Linked DNA regions of Anas platyrhynchos: region 2 is linked to region 1. Evidence: chromatin contacts called from public Hi-C data. All regions are on one chromosome and are shown on one strand. The core of a region is the stretch at or near the end of the contact, and the rest is flanking DNA. Distances in the headings are between cores, read along the strand shown. Region 1 holds the start of RNF43 (ring finger protein 43). Region 2 overlaps TSPOAP1 (TSPO associated protein 1).

Evidence for each region. Hi-C and Micro-C count contacts between places; a contact is called where the count stands out from the background.
Region 2: a Hi-C map of liver shows a contact between it and region 1, with 2.5 times the contacts expected there. The contact joins the enhancer-like site here to the promoter of RNF43 in region 1. A contact is called at or near these places in 2 of 8 Hi-C or Micro-C datasets (liver and subcutaneous adipose tissue).

What each region holds. Positions count from the first base shown.
Region 1 is chr20:11,052,042-11,055,469 of IASCAAS_PekinDuck_T2T, forward strand. It overlaps RNF43 (ring finger protein 43), which reads left to right and starts at 1,847. Exons shown (of 9, transcript XM_005015864.6): 1 at 1,847-3,428. It overlaps HSF5 (heat shock transcription factor 5), which reads left to right. Exons shown (of 5, transcript XM_072026140.1): 5 at 1-1,181.
Region 2 is chr20:11,150,431-11,153,858 of IASCAAS_PekinDuck_T2T, forward strand. TSPOAP1 (TSPO associated protein 1) reads left to right here. Exons shown (of 29, transcript XM_038165667.2): 2 at 1,163-1,270. Among named protein-coding and RNA genes, the nearest start is that of TSPOAP1, 13 kb to the left of the region's middle. Within about 2 kb of position 1,676, at least 1 of the 8 cell types and tissues checked has an H3K27ac peak or open chromatin away from gene starts, as enhancers often do.

The DNA.
Region 1 (3,428 bases), core at 597-3,096:
AAATTTATCAGGACTGTCTCAGCTATACCCTCCAGCACTTTATGTAGCTTCTAGCTGTGGTAGGATGTCCTAAGTGAACATCGAGTGGTAGAATGAACCGGGGCAAAGCCTTGGATTATTCACCAGCAGTCCAAACTAGACAAATGCAATCTGAGGATGCTTTTAGGTCAAGGCTAGTGGGAGTGTTACCATCCTGGTTGTCCTCAGATTTGTTATCCTGTATCGTATGTTACAGGATATATGTGCAGTACAATTTCAGTTGACATGAATAGTGAAGGGTTAGGTGGTTATGTTCAAGTCCTACTTCTTAAATGAAAGTATATGGAAACCATTTGTATATGAATGAGAGTATTTGGGTAGTTAAAAGGAAAAGTTTTTCAATAACATTGCTGGAGCTCATCACCTAAATTTGCTTTCATGCCCTATAGCTGACATGGCTCGAGACTGTTGCATAATATGCTGTGGAAATTGTGGATGGTCTGTGTCCTGTAGGAGCTGGTGCCATCAATAGTAATGGGGTTTGACAGCAGCAGACTAGCCCTCACAGACCAAGGGGTAAGGAGATGCACTTAAAAGGATTTTGGCTTATCAAACTGGAGCTGCTACCTCTTTAATTCACATACACTACAAAGGGAACAGTTTACCTTTCTTATTCCTGCTTGCCAACCAAAAGATTTGACACTTTTGGAGATTTAAGATAGGGGAATCTCAGGGCCTTAGATAATGCTCTGTTGTTTTAAAGGCAAATTACGAAAACTTTCATATTACAATTTTTTAATATGCTGATTCAGAAAGGCTTTGGAGCTGGCTCTCCTGATGTACATCGCTTTCAGAACACACATGGATGTAAGCTCTCTTCATTCTTAATCAGCTCACCCTGACGTAGGGAGAGAGCCCAGGAGAAAGGGCACTCGCTAGCTTAGGAAATTAGTATATTGCTGCACAAGGCCTCAGGAGTCTCAGGTGGCCCTCTAGACTGAAGGTCTAGCGCTTCAGCACCTTAATGTGGATCTAGTTCAGTCAGTAAATAATAAAAAGTAACATCTGTAGTAAGACCTTGTTTTTAACTATATTCTTGTTAATGGGAACTCAATGCAATTTTGTTTACCTTGTGGATGTTCTTTTATCATCCTGCTCAGACAGCATGGTTGCACCAATCTGCAATAAATTAAACTTTCAAACTGAAATATTGCACCTATATTTTCTTTCTTTTGATTTACAAATGATGTATTATCATCGTTGGAAAAAGTCCTTCATGTTTCAGCAGTTCCTCCTGCCGCTTTTTTCACCATACAACCATTACCCCTGCAACCACGCTCTTATTTTTAAAAGTGGAGCAATTCTTCTTTGTGTAACCTTCTACTTTCAAGGAGTTACTCCAGGGATTAGTTTAGCTGTACACGTAACAACAACAAAAATGTTCATTAATCTCTACTTTCTTGAAGGTGCTTTTTCCTGAGCACCGGGAACAACGACAAGTGACTCTCCGAACTCCTGCCTGGATCATACGCCTTCTGCAGGCAGGGCATTGTTTTCACGTTTGTTTCTGAGTGCCCTCCTTGAGCACCACTCCATCGTGCGCCTGTTCACAAATTTCCAGTTGCAACCTTACTTTGAGGTTATAGGTCTGACCTGCAGCATTATTCACCTCTCGGTGATGTCAGAGGAGAATAACAGTTGAATTCCAGACCTCTGACATCAGCCTGACCTGAAGCCTCGCAGCAAGCAGCAGCCAGAAAAGGGCTACTGCTGCCTCTCGATGGGCGGCAGCGTGGGGAAGGCCGGGGGAAACGCGGGGAGCCCGGCGGGGCCGGGCCGGCGGGGCGGGAGGGGGCGCCCGGGAGCGGGGCCGGGGCCGGGGCGGGCGCTCGGCGCTGCTCCACCCTCACTTTGTGCCAGCAGGTAGGAGCCGCGAGCCGGGAGCCGCGGCCGCCTCGCAGCCCTCCCGCGCCCGGCGCTCGCCCACGGGCGCTGCTGCGGCAGGAAGGCGGCTCCGCGCCCGCCGCGGGATCCGGCCGCCCCCGGCCATGGTCGAGCAGCCCCGCGGGGCCCGCCGCGGCCGCGCTGCCCGTGCCTCGGCTGCCGCCCTGCGCCGCGCATAGAGCCGGTGCCCGCACGGGCTGCGCGGCGAGGGAGCCCCGGGTACTCCGCGGGAGTGCTCCCGACAGGGGGCCGGCTTCTTTCCCGAGGCTGCGGGTTGCATGCGGACACTTCACTTGCAGCCATGCCTGCCCCGGGAGCTTTCTGTCTGCGGTAATTTTCTCCCTTTGATCTCGCTGGATTCTCCGTCGGGCTGTGGAGCGCCACTCGCACCTACCTGCCTGCTGCATGTGCGTGAGGCGGCTTGTCTTCCGTGACTTCTTTTTCGAACGTTCCTTACTTTTAAGGACAGATTGCGTTTCTAAAAAGGAGCAAGAAGACCCGAACCAAACGTCGTCAGACGCACATGGTTTCCTTAAGCTACTGGAAGTAACTTTTTCTGGGATTTGTAGAAGCATTTCCATCTGTCCCAGCCCCTGCGGGTTGCAGCAGGCGTGCTGCCTAACAGGTTTGCAGATTTTTTTTTTTTTAATCACTTCTTCTCTTCACAGCGGAGTGATCACCCTAACTTTTTAGTTGCACACAACCCCTGTGTAAACTCTCCTAGTTATGAAGACTCCTCGACACGTTTCATGTGACTTTGGGAAAGACCATGGAATTTTATGTTGTTGTTTTGTTTTTTAATTTGTGGGGCCTTTAGTTGGGATCTTCTTGGAAGTGATCATACCAGAACCCATAGTGTGAAGGAAACAAGATATGCGGTAACTTTTTGCTTGATACCTGCTTTGCTTCGTGTCTAAACTTTTAGCATGTTTTGGGGCCTTCTTAAAATCTCCTGGGAACTTGAAACTATGAAGAGAAGCTTCGTACTTCAATAATTATCCTTGGGAATTGCACCGAAAGTCAGACCAAGCCTGGATTGTTAGGAGAAAACTAGAACTGATATGTAAGCCTGAATGAAGCATTTCTGGCACAGGAAGGATGGAAGGGATTGATTTGATTTGGAAGGGAACAATATAGTAACAAACTTTTGTTTTTACCAAATATGCAAGAAATACCTCCTGCATAATTTTTAAGAAGGATACCAGTAACTGTAGACAACATCCAACTTTAAGAGCATGAGCATATATTGTGGAAGAGATGCCTTGCTGGCAAGAAGATGTGTCTATCAAGCATATGTGAGATGGATGTTTTGAACCTGGCAATCTTCCTTAGTCTTGGGAAGGAGACACCAGGACGTTGCGTCCATGGAGGAACCTCCCTGTGTGTGCCTCCTCTCTGCAGACCTGACGAGTTCTTAATGCTGCGGGAGATTCCTCTGTGTCTGAACTGAACCTGTCCTTGCGACCTGCTCATTCTCTTTCACTGATCTTTCTGGATCTGTCTTC
Region 2 (3,428 bases), core at 426-2,925, 98 kb after region 1:
GCCAAGAATAGTCTTGTTCAAAAGTGTGATGAGTTTTACCCAGTCTCAGACTTCCTAGAGCTTATCAACATCCTTGTGCTGTGAGCTGCTTATATGACTTGCTGCCAGGAAAGCCTGGGAAGTGTTTATTGGCACTAGCAAAGAATTCCTGGGTCCTGTAAGACTGGTCTGGCTGCTGGGAGAACATCTGTCTAGGTCTTCTCGAAGTCCATGGCTTGCTGCTGCCATATGGCAGATGTGAAGCAATAGCTTGGCTCTGAGCTTTGCTAACACATAAAAATACTTTCTGGGACCCTGCTTCGGCAGCAAGCCTGCGGCGAGCTGCTCTGTGCAGGAAGCAGTAACCACAAGCTATATATACAGCTCCCAGCAGAGCTGCTGCTGCTTTTGATGTGACAAAATTAAGGTAGTATTTTGCAAAGAAATCCGGCATGTTGCCTTCTTCCGGAGCCAAGGCTGTCACAAGGAGGGCAGAGCCAGGGCCTGGCTCCCAGGCAGGTTCCTGGGCTAAACTGTGTGGCTGGCTTGAGGAGGGGGGTGAGGAGGTCTCTTTGCCTCCAAGAACCACACAATACCTGGTCCCTGAGCTGTAGGGAGGAGCACATGTGTCTGGTGTGTTGTGGCATGTGCTCTTGCTGGCTTTGCTTGCGTTTATCTGAGCTGGTTTAGGTGGTATGATGTCAAAACGCAAGCAGCTGGAAACAATGTCAGGGTTTGGGCTTTTTCCCCAGATGCAAGTTGAGACCCTGATGCAGCCCAAGACTCTCTGCAGGGTGACCAGTCCCACCGGTCCATGGGGAGGCACTGGGTGATGGAACCATTTGTAGAGGGGTGCCAGAGTTCAGTGTGCCCTTGATAGCAATCTCCCTGACTTTCCACACTGCTAGTAGGGCATACATCTCCTTGAACCTGGAAAAGCATCTGCAAGTACCCAGCTATGGCCATTGTTCCTGCTGTCCCCAAAGGACATGCAGCCCCTCTCTTCCTCCTGAAATCAGCCTCCAAGTCTCAGTCTGCTGCTTCACTGCCTGCACCATGACCCTGCTGGCCTCCCAGTGAAGCTGGGCTGAGCTTGCTGTGGGGCCAGGGAGAGCATGCAGCCATGGCCTCCTCGTCCAGGGGAGGTGAAGCCCTGCCTTGCCTCTCCCATGCTGTTTTGCAGAGCGGGGCTGACTACAGCTTCCTTGTGAGCCAGAACACGAAGCTCCTGAGTGCACTGGAGGACCTGCAGCACCGCTACTCTAGTCTCGTGGAAGAAAACAGCTTGCTGGTGAGCGGAGGATGCAGCCTGGTCAGGCACTGGGTTGGCTCAAGGAACACCAATGTGGGGTGTGGGATTCTCCATGGGGAGGGAGCCCTGTTTGGGGCGAGCTGCCGTTGGCCACCAGATCCAAGAAATGCTGGTACGTGAGATCAGCTGGGGAGGGCATGGGGGAAAGAAAAGGGGGCCTGGGTGCCTTGTGTGCCCTGGGTGCCTTTGCACTGCACCTGCTGTTGGCTCGAGCAGGACCCCTTCCTCGTGACCTGCTGCTGCCCTCCCTGCCATCTTTGTCCTGCGTTATTTGCCTGCTGGAAACCGCAAGAGGCTTTTCCGCAGCTGCCTGCTAGGGCTGGCAGAGAGCAACACAGCCGTGAGCTGACAGCGGGGAGGGGGAAGTCACTCTTGTTTCCTCTTTAAGGGAAAAAGCAGAAACACTGATTCACTTCACCCTGCTCTGGTGACAGCACAGCACTGCCCCCTGCTCCTGCGGGAGCTCAGCACCCAGCTCTCCAGCTGCACCCCTGGCACCCAAAGCCACAGTGTGGGCTGCCCCATTCTGCCCAACTTCCACATCCTTGGCTCCCCTAGCCCATGGTTGGCAGCCAGGAAATAAGAAGAGGAGATGCTCCCCCCCCCTCACCAGAGCATATCCCTGCCTGTAAAGCCCTGCAACGTGGGGATGTAGCCACCCTGGGTTTGAGTACCCCACAATGCTGGCAGGGCTGCATTGGTCCAACCCTATAAACTTTCAGTTCCTGATCTGAGACCATGACCATAGAGGTCCCCAAAAGTTCAGGTCCTTCCACTGCTGTGGTCCAGCCACCTGCTCAGCATGTTCAGCATGCTTCAACAGCCTGGACCTGTGTGGCATCAGGGCTTGGCTAGGCAGTGCGATGGGTACTGCTGCCAAGACACAGGCAGCAGGATATGCTTCAGGAACAACCTCCTTGTTCCTGCTGGGAATGGGGTTCATCAGCAACCCTGGCTCTGAACTACAATGTGCAGAGGGAGAGGACCTTGCATTACACATCGTCTGTGCACCTTTGGAAGTGTATGGCCATAATGCCATCCTAGGCAAAGGTGCTTCCCATTTCCTAATGTAAATGTCATAGCAGCTTCATATTTCATGTGTCACCACTGCTGTTTGAAAAGGATTAGAAGGTGTAAAAGAGTCTGAGAAATATACAGTTCAGGTTGATTTTTTCTCTTCAAAATGCCCTTGAAAATTTGATCACTCAACATTTCAGATTTACATCACCAAATTCAAAACAGATTTTAGATAATTTTCCTACACTAAAAGCATACATCCAGTATGCCCTGCAGGCTCAGGGGGTCACCCATTAGCATTCATGTGGATTTTAGCAAAGCACTGTCATATAAGCTCTCATCAAATCTTACTCTCAAAAATCAGCCTTGGTCTTCCAAATGAAGATAAGCAAATAAAACAGTGAAAGCAGCAAGTGCATGTGGTGGGATCTCACAGGGATAGTGAAGAAAATAAGTGAAAGGATCAGGTGACCTGACATTTTTGCTGATGTGAAAAGACAGCACAACACATCTGGGTACGACCTTGAGAGAACAAGCCATCGGCAAGCAGCAGCTTATCGAAATGGACAGATAACAAATAAAAGGGGATTAAGAGCAAACAGAATCAATAGAAAGGAAAAGGAAATTTGGTTTGCAAACATCATAAAGTCCTTGGCTGATTTCTCCCCATTCCCCTCAGCTTATGTCTCAGTGTCAGGAGGGCAAGGAAAAAAGCAAGCAAAGTTTGGGGTGTAATGTGGGGTGTAATGCAGCGCAAATCCACAGTGATGTGTTGAGTACTGAAACAGCAGGGAAATGTACTGGACAGGCTTTGGAAGGGAAAGCCCAAAGGGCCAGCAGCCAGGATAGACTGATTCTGGTGATGTGCTCAGTCCCATCCAGCAAAGGCAGAGCCTGCAAAGAGCAGAGAGAGCGACGGACAGGCTGCAGAGATGGATGGACTGGGGTGGGGCAAGGGGCTTCTTGTTTAAGAGGTCAAGTTAACAAAAATATCAGGAAAAGCAGAGGCTTCAGTGACTGGAGAGGAGACGAGTGAAGGTCAGTGTATATCATCTGGGACAGCTGTACAAGAACAGGCCAAGCCCTGGTTGGGGAGAGCCCGGTGGACACAGAGTGGGTC